Linked DNA regions of Zea mays: region 1 is linked to region 2. A link is a contact called in public Hi-C data. All regions are on one chromosome and are shown on one strand. The core of a region is the stretch at or near the end of the contact, and the rest is flanking DNA. Distances in the headings are between cores, read along the strand shown.

Region 1 (7,216 bases), core at 103-2,602, 260 kb before region 2:
GAGATTGATGCGCCACCCTACCTTGAGGCAGGAGATGTCGAGGCTACGCAGTTGGGGGCACTTCTTGGCGAGCATGTCGACGCCGATGTCGAAGATCTCGTGCCGCCACTTGAGGTTGAGCCTCTGGAGCCCAGGGCATCCGACGAAGACCTTGGTGAGCCTGACATAGGTGATGCCGAGGCACTTGTCCATGACGATCTCCCTGAGCTTGGTGGCCGCGATGAGGGTGGTCATCTCCCTGTCGCCGACTGTGACGCAGTGCGAGAGGTCGACGGAGCCTCGGCATGCGCGCTACGAGTGCCTCTAGGCCGCACCAGCTGACGCCGCTGACCCACGCGAGGCACACCTGGCGGACGAGCAGCGACGACTCCTCAGGCAGCGCTGCAGCGAGGGAGGTGTCGTCGAGGCCCGCACACGCGGAGAGGTCGAGCGTGGACAACGCGGGGAAGGCGAGCAGCGCCCGCGGGAGCGCCTCTCGGCGGAGTTCCCACTTCCCACGCGGCGCGCGACGGGACACGGATGTCGATTAAATTTAATATGTTATTTGCATTCCATTGTACAATCTATTCAATATTTTGATTAATTATTTAATTAAGATTGTATATACTTATACTTAATAATTGCTAATAAAATTTTGATCAATTATTTAAAAGCAATAAACCTTACATTATTCACTACACTTGCTGAGCGCTGAACGTATGTGAGCTTACTATTGCTATAATCATAGCAGGACAAGAACATGTACCGCTAAGACTGTCGTCTACTAGTCAACTACATACGATCATTGTCGTCATATGATATATTTACTTAGCTATTTTTGCACGGAATTTTATTATATAATAAAGTTGTTGCATTGATTTCTGTACTATGAATTATTATATGTGTGAGATTTAATCATAACACATATTTAAGACGTGTCTGAATTTGATCTTAAATCCCATGTGACAGATATATATAGTCCGGCCGGCCGACCGGGTCAGGAAACAACAACATATGCATATGCACGGGGCACCATGCATCTCATCGATCAGGGATCCATGCTTGCAGCGTTTGCTGATGACCTGACGAGCTAATCGCGCGCGGTCCGGCGCTCCGCATGATTAGCTGCACCAGAGGTTTGTATAGCACTATAGACGTGGCACCTACCGCGCGCGTCCGCATCACCTCTCCTTTCCCGCCCACCGCGGCGCGCGTACGCACGGCACGTATACCAATACAAAAGACAGGCAGCCGCGGGCGCCACCTGCTAGCTAGCTGCTAGCCTCCTAGTACAACACGCTGCATGCGGCCGCTACCGCGCGCTACTTAACCGGCAGGCTCATCACCTGCTCCCGCCCATCCGAATCCGATCGCCTATCGCTTTCGCTCACGACATCGTCACAAGCTCACTTTAGGCCGGACGCCTCGCCTCGCTAGCGCGGCTAGGTGTAGGCTACCTCGCTCGCTCCATGCCGGCGGCGGCGGCTCCCCGCGTGCCCGGCGCCGCCCGGAGGCTGGGCAGGGACAAGCTGGAGCCTCCTACCCCAGCGCGAGGACAACGCCCCCGCGGCGGCGGCCGACAAGGCCAGGAGGAGGCTGCTACCGACGTTGTCGTTGGCCCCGTCCCCGACAAGGGGCGCCGCGGCGGCGTCCACGCTGCTGCGCCATGGCGCAGCAGCAGTGTCGTCTTCGCTCAGCGTCTCGTGCGCGTCGGAGGCGTCCACCGAGTCGTTCTGCAGCCGGGCGTCCACGGGCAGGATCGGTCGCCGCCCCGCGGGGCCTCCACGGCGGAGGGCGGCTGCCTCTGCCGGTCCTCCCTCCGCGCGGCCGGCGGCGTCCAGGAAGCCTGCTGGCAGCGTCATCGTGCCAGGCGGTGGTGCAGCCACTGCTCAGGTGGTGGTGGTGCCGCCGGTGGTGGGCATGTGGAACGGAGAATCCATCGCGACGTCGGCGAGGCCGGTGAAGTGCCCATGGGTTACCCCTAACACTGGTACGTAGGTGGTCAAAACAAATCATGCGTTTTATGGCATTTCCGGTAAGCACTACCGGAATCAATAGCTTCGCCGAGTGCCTGAAGCACTCGGCGAAGCCTGAAAAACACTCGGCAAAGGTTTTCCCGAGTGTAACGCTCGACAAAGAAGGCTCGGCAAACAGTGCATCGGCAAAGACTTCTTTGCCGAGTACTTTTTCTCGGACACTCGGCAAATATCTTTGCCGAATGTCAGGGAGCACTCGGCAAAGAAAAGCGACCGTTACGGCGTCGGTTGACGGAGACAGCGGCTTTACCGAGTGTCAACGATGACACTCGGCAACGAAGATATCTTTGCCGAGTGTCTTCCTGGCAGCACTCGGCAAAGCCGCCTTCTTTGCCGAGTGCCAGTTTGGACACTCGGCAAAGAGCCCGCCAGGGAGGGTCCCCATGTCAGGCTCTTTGCCAAGTGTCCCAATTGGCACTATGTGTAGACACTATGTGGAATCAAAGAGTTTCAATGTGGATCTCTTAGATTTCTACACATAGTGTCTCACAACTTTCTCCAAACATTATAAAATTTTTATCACAGCATGTACATATGATATCATGACACGTGGACAAGTTTCATGATTTTCTGACTTTGTTTGTGTTTTATATAATTTTTAAACATGTGGATGCCAAGTTCACGGCCATGTTTAGTGAGCATGTTGCTCGAAGTGTCCGGTAAGCTTCTGCAATCGGTCGTAACTTATGCTAAGTAACATGAATATCATTTTTTCATGCACGGTTTTCCAAGTTTCGAGTGACCTGCAGTTCAAATTTGAATTTTCCGAATAAATTCAAATAAATGAACTAAATCTACTAACTATGGAAACTATGTTATAATTGTCTACAAATGATACATGTAGGTCTACATAGTGTAGTAACATACCACAAAAAGTTTGGAAGACAAAATTTAAAAAATGAAAATACACTTTGCCGAGTGTCAACAGATGACACTCGGCAAAGAGGGCTTTGCCGAGTGTCTACTATGTGGCACTCGGCAAAGAAGCCTCTTTGCCGAGTGCCAGCCGTTGGCTCTCGGCAAAGACTGACGGCCGTCAGCTCTGGGACGGCCGCTGACGGCCCTTTGCCGAGAGCCCCCTTTGCCGAGTGTTTGACACTCGGCAAACCATTCTTTGCCGAGTGCCGCCCTGTGCCGAGTGTTCAGCACTCGGTAAAGAGACTCTTTGCCGAGGGCCTAACTTTACCGAGTGCGGCACTCGGCAAAGCCTTCTTTGCCGAGTGCCCGACAAAAGACACTCGGCAAAGAAGACAACACTCGGCAAAGCCTCAGATTCCGGTAGTGAAGGGTCAACACCACCAAATAAGCACATATACATTTACTAGCTTATCGTACTATGTACAGGACGCTTTTCACCTTTCTAATGATACACATCATATTCGTAGGTTATTCCTATAATCCTATGTCCAAACCGACAGCACCTTGCGCAAGAACACGTAGCTGCGTCGACAGACACTCGCATTTTATGTTACTTCTATATATACATCATGAAGATAAATCATACTCACTCCATTCCAAATTAGTATTCTTTTTAGCCTTTGAATATTATATCTATGTTTAAATGTAAGATAATAAACTATATATATAACACATTCATCAAGTATTATATGAATCCATTAAAACTCTAAAACAAATTTTAGGATAGAGGGAGTATATATGTTAATTTTACGACCTTGAATGATAAGACTCCTCGGCCATCTCGGACTATGACGGTTAGATCATGCTTGACATCACACAGACGTTTGGTGGCATAAAGAATACAAATGTTTGGTGGGCTGTCGGTTATTATCGAGCAACTTGCCATTTGTTTTTACTTTGCGTCTTTTGTTCAGTACGGTTTTAGCAGCTGGAAGCCATGATCACTATAGATAATTTATGTAGTGCTATGCTTGGATGCAATCTGTTGAATGCTACTGGTTCTTTGGAGCTTTTGCTTCTTTGTTCCTACTCATCAGCCAGCCCTACCTGCTAGCCAGCGCTACCTTTGTTCACACACCTGATAGCCTGTTAGGCTGGGTCCATGCATGAACAAAAACTGATAAACTTTGCTCCTAGCCTCAGCTTTCAGCACTGTGGACAATAAGTTCAAATGTTGTATATTATTCATTTAGGTTTAGTTTGGAATCTCAAATCCCCTCCGAAATTAGAGGAGATTAAGGGAGAAATTAGTTCAAACTTCTAGATTTCAAACTAGCCCTGGGTTGGAATACTGAAATACTTGTTATCAAATACTCTAATACAAACCCATCTAATTAATCTAAAAACTTTTAAGGCTACTTTGGAAGCCACAAAACCGGTGAGGATTTTAGCCCCTTCAATCCCCTCCGGTTTTTGGACTCTCAAACTAGCCCTCCGGTTTTTGGACTCTCAAACTAACCCTGGTGACAAAAGAACTGGAGGGGATCCATAGCCACCAAATCAGTCATTAGAATATATCGAGGAGAAAGGGATTGTAGAAAATTGAAGAGACTAAAATATACTCGCTATTTAATTTTAAAATTAAATAGAAAAATGATTTTAGCACTTTCAATCCCCTCCAATACTCTTGGTTTCAAACAAATCCTCAGTAAAGGTATTCAACCTTCCCGAATGAGAGGCTGCTTTCAGCTGACTGTAAGGAGTTCATTGATTTGACCTTGCAACAGATCCCTGCTACTAGGGATGGCAATGGGTACCCGAAACCCGATGGGTAAAAACCCTATTAGGGCACGGGTATGGCGGATTTTGATACCCATGAGTATTTTATTGGGTCATTTGTTGTGCCCATCGGGTATGGTGGGCGTGGGTATGTTTTCTATTGCCCCATACCCGCTACCCGATGGGGAACCCGCTAATATATGGCATGTGGGTCCGGATTTATGTCTCATATAAAATGAATTTGCTCCCGATGGGTAAAAACCCTATTAGGGCACGGGTAGAATCAATGCTACGTTTTGTGTGATTTGAAGGCATGATATTGCCATTTAATGTTGAATATTGTTGAACCTGTGATAAAATTATGTTGGGTTCGATACATTTATTATGCTAGTACTTATTTTTGTGATTTAAATGATCCTGTCTATCGTAATGTTAATGGGTATGGGTACCCGATGGGTACCCGCTACCCATGGTGGGTATGGGTATGGCGTAATTTTGTACCCATGATGGGTAATGAGTATAGGTATGGGTCAATTTTTTCCTAGTGGGTATGGGTATGGCTTCATGTGCCCACTGGGTACCTTACCCACTGCCATCCCTACCTGCTACGCTGCCTTCCATGACCAAGAGTGGGGAGCTCCAGTACACGACGACAAGTATGCTCTAAACCTGACCAGACCAGCCAATCTTTTTTCCCCCCTGAGACGTATGATAAGAAATGGACTGAAAAGTCACAGTTTCTAGTCCTGAACTGCAGGAAACTGTTCGAAATGCTGACTCTGTCTGGTGCACTGGCCGAGATGGCATGGCCTGCGATCCTGAGCAAGAGGGACACCTTCCGGTAACTAAAGCACTCGTCAGAGCACTCCAGATTTTAACTGCTCACCGAAACGTCTCAGCTGTCCTAATCCTAAAACAAACTCAGAAGCGATTGCGCTCCACAGGGAAGTGTTCATGAACTTTGACCCTCTGCTGGTGGCGGAGCTGAACGAGAAGAAATTCTTGGCGCCGAGCAGCCCTGCTAGCTCCCTGCTGTCGCAACACAGGCTGCGCGTAGTCATTGAAAACGCACGTGAGTTGCTGAAGGTAAGCTGATCATAATGATCATTAGCAACATCTCTGTCCATCCGTAACACTTAAGGACGACCTCATCTGTTTTTTTTTGCCCCCTCTGCAATAATCACACACGCTGCTGCTGCTGCTGCTGCTGCTCACAGGTCATCGACGAGTTTGGATCGTTCGACAGATACTGCTGGAGCTTCATGAGCGGAAACAAGCCAACGGTCGGCAGATACCGGCACACGCGGGAGGTGCCGCTGCGGACGGCCAAGGCCGACGCCATCAGTCAGGACCTGATGCGGCGGGGGTTCCTCGGCGTTGGGCCGACGGTGGTCTACGCCTTCATGCAGGCCGTCGGTATGGCCAACGACCACCTCGTTACCTGCTACCGCTTCGAGGAGTGCTGCGCCGTTGAATCTTTCGCTGCGTCTGATGAGGGCTACGCCGGTGACAACGGCAAGAAGCCGCCGCCGGCGGTGGCGAGCGACCAGGAGGCAGGAGGTGAGTATGCTGTGTGGGCTGGTGCAGTGCGTCGCCTTGGAGCCGTCGACGTCGAGAGCCGCCGCCACCTCCACTGTGATCAGCAGCGTCTCGTAGCAGGAAACTCCGGTTTTACCTGCATGCTGTTGACTCTAACGCATGAGTAGGGAGTAGGAGAGTTGATTTATTGTTTGCTGCTGACTGCTGTGATGCATGCTGCATGCATGTGTAGATATCGTCGGTCGTTTGTGATGTACTATGTACATGCGTTGTTGTTGGTTTCAGCTTTGATAAATGTGTTTGCTCGAGTTGGGTGTGTGTGGAAAAGATGAACAAGAGGTTTAATTTCAGAAGCGACGCGATGTGTATGTTCACACATCACGCATTACATGTTAAAACTGGAGGAGTGGTGTGGACCCGGCCGGAGCCCGTACGGATCTTGTAGAGATGCAAAGATTGTTGTCATGTGTACAACCATAAAAGTTTCCTCCTCAAGGTTTTGCTGGATTTCGGACGCTGTGACAAGGTGGAAAGAGAGAGACGACTAGTGTATATTATTAAACGACGACGTGAGGCCGTGTTATCATTCTCATCGCTTTAGATGACAAAAAGCATGGAAATTGAAATGGCGCGTTCTTCAACTCGAGTTGCACCAGTTGGTTAGGAAAACAATGCTATCAATCATGAAAGAAACTGAGAATCAACCAAATATCTTCGTATTCCTTCAGCTACTACGTGCATCTTAAAAGCGTGCAGTATTGGATAAATAAATGTACAGCATAATGGGCATACTCACAAGATCTCTTAGTCTATTATAAGATCACATATAGTCTATTATAACTTAATCTGATACGGAATTGGGTAGAAAAAGCCCTATACCAACACTAATAGTGTTCATGGCAATCTCCCTGGTTGGTGTAGTCGTAGCAGACTGCAGACGTGATGAAGTTCACCGACTGAAGAGCACGATCGATGCTTTAGTGGCTTGAGAGCATGGCGACATCCCTCTGCGTGCCACCAGCACT
Region 2 (6,580 bases), core at 4,020-6,519:
CAAACTATCCAATAGTTCATTTGCATATACAAGGTGTAGGGTAAACAAAACTAGGTAATCTATTAGGTCACATCAATTTAACCTAAGCATACCATAATGATTATCAGAAACATAAACATTATTAGGTCAAATAATGTGATCAAGGACACAACTTGCCTTCTGCGAGCTCCTGCTCAAAATCTTCAACCTGTTCTGCTTCGGATTCTCCGGCCACTTGCTCGTCTACTCGCAAAAATACAAACAGACAATATACAAATAGAAATTAACATCACACCAAACATAGAAACAATTTGCATAATAATATTCTACACGTTAAAACAAAACCGTAGGTTCGAGAACTACTAAAATCGAAGTTAAAACATTGGAGATATGAATTTTACAAGTTTAGGAGTTATTTTTACACTAGAAATCATTTTCTCATGTTTTATTCATTTTACTTCATTTAATTTGTCTAAAAAAGACTGCGGATACTATTATGAGGCAATCCAGAGTCTAAAGTGTTAAAAGATAGGGCTTAGTTGTAATTTGCTTTGACTTGAAGCCGACTACGGGATGATTCCCAACAATATGGAGGCTATGTTTGGATACTCTAGTATTCACCCCGATACATATGGGTTGAGGGGGATTGAATCCTCCTCAACCTATGTGTATTGGGATGAATACTACAGCACTCAAACAAGTCCGGAGGGTTCTTACGCAAAATTGACGGTCGAAGGGGTACACGCGTAAGAGGGCCGCACGATCACGAACTAGGGGTTCAGATTACATCGCGACTTAACTAAACTCGTATTCAATCGTGTCCCTTGGATCTAAATTCGATGCCCCAGATTTCAAATAGCCTAAATCGACTCTCACACGCCCGATCCGAATCGGACTACACATGTTACACCCACCCGAACCGACATCCGGATTCGATCTCGACCGCTCGTTGAATAATTAACGGCGGACACATCCCCTCATCTCTTTTTCTGTTTTCGGTGCACAACGAGCTCGCTGCATATGGATTGAATGGATTAGATGGGTGCTCGAGGTTCCTATTATACTCTGTGGAATTCTAGGAGCAGAACCCGAGCGGGATTTTTATTCGAACTTAGGAAGTAGACGATCGACGCAGGTCCTCATGTAAGTCTCCCCAGAAAAAGAAAAAGAATGGAGATGGGGTGGGCCAAGCGAGTGAGAGAGGAGGTGGGCCGGCGCAGTTTTGGCCCAGTGAGTGGGATGGCCCCTATTTAAATTTCTTTCTCATTTTTCTGTTCAAATTTCTAATTTTCTGTTTTTTATACTTTAAAACCTACAATTCTGTTTGTGGTTTGAATTTCAACTTTAAATTCGTATGCACAATAAAAAACTATAGGATGCAAATGCAAAGTTTTATATCATTTATTCATTTATTTGGGCAAATGCATCACACACATAATTCATCTCAAGGATATATTTTAAATGTGCGGCAAGTTTAGAGATTTATTCAAAATAACTTATTTACTTTAGGAGAAAGTAAAGTATAATCTTTATTAAGGATTACTTTAATTCAAATATTTTATAAAAATATATAGTTTCGTGTAGGAGATAATCTTCTCTGTTATTTATTCTTCTGAGTTTCAAACTATCATCTAGTTTGAAAATTTAGATATAATTTTGAACTACATGTAGGACCGGTAAGGCAACCAGAGGGGGTGAATGAGAGCCAATCAGATTTTGTTTCCAAACATTGAAAATGAACACTTCACTTCAATTTAGATGAAGCAAGTGCTCAAACCATGAACACATTAGCGAACGAGTGATCTCATGATTACAAAATGTTTTTAATACTCGCATGAGACCAGCAAAACAAACGGATCATAAATCGAACACCGAAAAGCCCGAAACGGTCCAAAACAGTGTCGTCAACTAATGATGTTTTCAGCAATACGAAATTTCGTTCTTGAATCTAAAACTGAATCAAACGAATTCCGATTGAGATGAAATTTTACACACCTTTGAGCAAATATGTTTCCAAGATCTTCCTAAATTTTGAGCTCAATCGAACTCGTAAATCAACCGCGGATTTAAAAATACAGCCAGAAATTGGGGTTTTGTTGGGATTTTCTAGAACGAGTTCAAACTGAGTTTTTCTCAAATCGTGACCGAAATCTACAACAAACAGGTGTATGCAGTGGTCCGAGAAGTGCAACACCACCAATCAATCCCCAAATCAAATCCTCTCAAAAGAATCAAATATTTTCCACCAAAAACAAAAGATCACGGAAAGGGAGAAACCAAGACTATAAAACTTCATAAATTTCAGCAAGGGTACAAACTGAGATTTGAAGCCAAAGAGCCCTGTTGGCCGAACCGGCGACCCTACTCTGATTAAACTTGAAGATCAAGAACACAATCGAAGTACAAAATTGTTGTGGATCCCTCAACTCAACTGGTGTCTATTTAGAGAGAAAACTAGGAGCTCTATAATGAGTGCTCTAAACAAATGCCAGCAAAGAAATGGTTATTCTCACTTCTAAACTACCCGTATTTACATAGAGCCTATCCACTCCACCGAAGCCGAAATGGACCAATTCCTTGGTTTTTTATCCGACGACCACTAGCCAAAAACCAAAATCTCATCGGAACACAAAACTTTATTAAAACATAAAAAACCAATTCAGAGCATAAGATCAGCACAAAAGCTAAAATCAAAAGTAGTTCCTTCAGAAAGAGTCAAACGGCTCAACACAACTAGCAAAAGCTCCAAAAAGCTCAATTCTCCTCCCCCTATCATAATACTCCCAAAAATCTCTCCCAGAGACCAGCTCCAAACAACATATCTCGTCCTCTTGAATAAGAGGAAACCCGAAAGACCAAATTCTCCCCCTAGATAGAGGAACCGTGAAATCTCAAAATCTCTCCCTTTCTAGACCAAACTCATTTGGTACAATTGCACAAACAAAATAGTGAGTTACAAAAGCTAGAACAGGCTAACATCAACGTGGACCAGTTAGACATGGCGATGAGAGAGATCACGAGAACAAGAAGTAGAACATCAACGTGGAATACCAATTTGCTACTAGTGCAACAAGCCAGTGCCAACTGAAACAGTCATAACAGCAACTTATCATCTAAACACATACTACTAGTTAAGGATTTCTTTTCTACGGGTAGAACTTAGCAGTTCACACATAAATACATAAATACTAGTTATTGAGAGTTTCTTTCCTTCAGGTAGAGCTTGGCGGTTTCAAGTCATTCACCAGGTTCGGTTGCAGGTTTTGCAACAATGGTTGTCCCTAGACATTGGGGATGCACAAAGGTAGCAGAAGCAGTGCCCGCACCTGTAAATAAAGAAGAAGATGATCATCATTTTGTACTCAGCGATCAGTGTAATGAATGTTTTATTTGTGAGGAGTACCTGCAGATGATGAATACACAGCCCTCGATCCTCTCCACATATATCTTGCACTTGGGGCACCTCTGCCACTTGCTCTCTTGCGCGACCTTCCTCAGCAGTAGGTCCTCCCTGCCCCGCTCATCCTTCCCCAGTCGTTGGAACTCCGCGCAAGTGACACCGGCGTGCCATGGAACCTTGCACTGGGCACAGAACATCCGGCAGCAGTGTGGGCACTCCACGTTTGTTATCACCTCCTCACCGTGCCCAGGATCATCAACCAACAGAGCAGAGCATTCCTTGAAGGGGCAGTAGAATTTGAGTGACCCCAATGACGAGTCACAGAGCGCAGCACCCCATCTCTGGAACAGCTGCGCCGGGATCACGTCGCGGCATGCATCTGGGTGCAACACACCATCCTTGCACCCCGGGGCAGGGCAGCCGATAGACAGCACATTCTCCTCAACCTTCGCAGCAATGCACTGGCTCACACAACTGATGCAGAATGTGTGCGTACATCCATCCACGGGAAAGGACTCTCCGATGTGCACTGTCTCCATGCAGATGGCACAGTATAACTCACTGCTGATATTTGTGCTCGCACCTCGAGAGCATTGACCAAGCTCTTGAATTGTACTACTACCTAGTGGTTTCTTCCCTTTCCGGTCCATGTCTTCAATCGAGATCGAAGTGCACCGAGGCACATTGGTGCCCTGATGTGTCTCTGTATTGCACAAAGAATCACAAGATGCCACCGCGCACCTGGGCAGTCCAGTGGCCTCAGTCTCAGGTGCATACTGGCAGAAGCAGGCAATGCAGATGACATGGTCACAATTTTCAGGTTTCCACGAGGCATCCAATGATCGGATGCCTTCTTTGCAAACTGCACAGGCCTTCCCCGACTGAATTGAGAACCGGAGAACCTCTTCAACCTGCAAATCTTCAGCCAGGGCAGAATCCTCAGCTGACATGGCAACCCGATCCAGCATTGTTGTTATAGCAATGCACAGGTGCTCCCTCGGTTGAACCAAATCGACACCTGGCCGAGACCTCTATTCCAAGGAAATGCAAGAGTAAGGAAGGTTATATTCATAAAATCAAATGAGTGAGAAAATACCAGAGCCGACTAACACTGAACAAAAAAGAAAGGATGGCCACCAGCATGAAAGACGAAAGTAAAGATTCAGTAAGAAGCAACTCTAATATGACGCCCTTCTATCGGCACAACTAGTGAACAGAACGGCCAAAGAGCAGAATGCAGATGGGACGAAGTCCTCGCACGAACATCATCAAACTCGTGCTCTCCGCAAGCTGCATGCAGGCATTGACTAAGACGAAGAATGCCTCATACATTCTGCACGCATCCGAAGCCCAGCGCACTGACCCACCACAACTATTTTGTTACACACAGATTTCCATCAAAATCATGGCTTCAGCCGCTAGAGGGAGGTAGACACAACGGAAAAGAGAGCGGGCATGCTCCTTCCGGGCATATAATCGAACGCTTAACGAGCGCGCACCAACTCGTGACCAGCACACACCCTACGCAAAGCAACCACCAGTGCTTGCCACAGTAACTCCCTGAAACAAACTCGCTTGAACCACGAATTACCCTCCAAATCGCGGCTTCATAGATAAACTTGGGCCGGAACGATCCGGCCGAGGGTTAAGCGTGCGTACCAGTACTTGTGCGATCCCGTCTTCTCGCTAACGTCGGGCTACGAGAGCTTCATCGCATCAGCGGCGCCGAACCGTCAGCATGCAGGCGCGTAGCAGCGATCGATCTACGGACGAGGGGTTGGATGGCACAAGAAGATGGACTCGAACACGCGGGGAGAAGAACGGGCGTGGCGGTAGAAATAGGGCCATAGCCCGTAGGGGATCGTAGAGCAGTAAAAAGATGATCGCCTGTTCCCGAGGTTTTCGGGATATACAAGGAGTCACAGCTCACTTTAATGCAATTTGAAACGTCCTATTTTAATTCTGTACTCTCGAAAAAAAATTTTTAACATCTGTTTAATCCTGAAACTCTTTCTAGTTTCAACAGTAAAAACAGTCCAAATTATAAAACTATTTCCAGTTATCCGGGCATGTACAGTTTTCTGTATGGATTTTTAATGTACAAGAGCATCTACAAGTTACTTAAATCAGCTCCAGTATTTATTTTGCAATCTTTTATTAAAAATATAGTGCACACCATGAAATGACCTAAATATACTACACCACAATCTAGTGCTCTATCTTTGTTTTCTACACCATTCATTTTCTTTTCTAATAATGTATTTTACTTCTAATTTAGGGCTTAACTGTTGGAGCGCAATTTGTTTTTAGTACACTAGATATTTTAAATGATGTAGTATTTTAATTTTTTGAGTACTATTTTGAGTCATCTTGTTGCACATGCTCTAAGAGACCGCTAGAGACTATATGGTACAATTCTAAGCCCCTATATCATACTTCATAAATTTAGTTAAGAGACAAAATGCATAGAGTCAAGTAGATGTGTGCTCTTCGTAAAAAGACGGTCTCTTATACTTTTTTTATTTAGCCCATAAATATTCCTCAAGAGATCCTATATTAAATGAGTTGTACATGCCCTCATAATTACAATAAATCTCTGTAGAAACTAAAATGCATGGCACAAAAATAACATGCGAGACATCTCTTAGTTTGGGATGAATGGATGCGAAGCGCAACAAGATTCCAATGGAAACAAATGGACACTTGATCTCAACACGTGAGGTAAGTCCGTAGATCAAAATATATACCTTGCTTTATTTATGTGCAAGTAGATCAGAGATTATGCTTTCCGTTTGCATATATATGTGCTAGATTTCAATTCGGCCCTAAGAATTGTCATTTTGTGGCCGTGAAGCGAATTCTTCGATATTTAGTCCATACGTCTCACTTCGGGCTCTGGTATCCTAAAGAGTCTACCTTTGACTTGATTTGATACTCAGACCCCAATTATGACGGGGGCAAAGTTGATAGGAAGAGCACATCGGGGACTTGTCAGTTTCTGGGAAAGTCCCTGCTATCTTGGAGCTCAAAGAAACAAAATTATGTTGCCCTATCCATCGTCGAGCCTGAGTATGTTGTTGCAGGCTAGTGTTGCACGTAACTACTTTGGATGAGGCAAACCCTCTTAGACTTTGGCTACAATCTAAGTAAAGTCCCACTCCTATGTGATAATGAGAGTGCAATCCGCTTGGCAGATAATCC

Evidence for each region. Hi-C and Micro-C count contacts between places; a contact is called where the count stands out from the background.
Region 1: a contact with region 2 is called in a Hi-C map of tassel, with 2.8 times the contacts expected there. The contact joins the promoter of LOC103632764 here to the promoter of LOC100280727 in region 2. A contact is called at or near these places in 2 of 25 Hi-C or Micro-C datasets (ear and tassel).

The regions. Positions count from the first base shown.
Region 1 is chr7:121,018,437-121,025,652 of Zm-B73-REFERENCE-NAM-5.0, reverse strand. It overlaps LOC103632764 (probable GMP synthase [glutamine-hydrolyzing]), which reads left to right and starts at 1,352. Exons shown (of 5, transcript XM_008654495.3): 1 at 1,352-5,308; 2 at 5,410-5,493; 3 at 5,597-5,738; 4 at 5,870-6,205; 5 at 6,207-6,579. The coding sequence starts at 5,166. The coding sequence ends at 6,308. It overlaps LOC103632765 (F-box/LRR-repeat protein 3-like), which reads right to left and starts at 503. Exons shown (of 3, transcript XM_008654497.3): 1 at 22-503. The coding sequence starts at 234.
Region 2 is chr7:120,765,100-120,771,679 of Zm-B73-REFERENCE-NAM-5.0, reverse strand. It overlaps LOC100280727 (ubiquitin-protein ligase/ zinc ion binding protein), which reads right to left and starts at 5,269. Exons shown (of 2, transcript NM_001411294.1): 1 at 5,039-5,269; 2 at 2,885-4,410. The coding sequence starts at 4,347. The coding sequence ends at 3,349.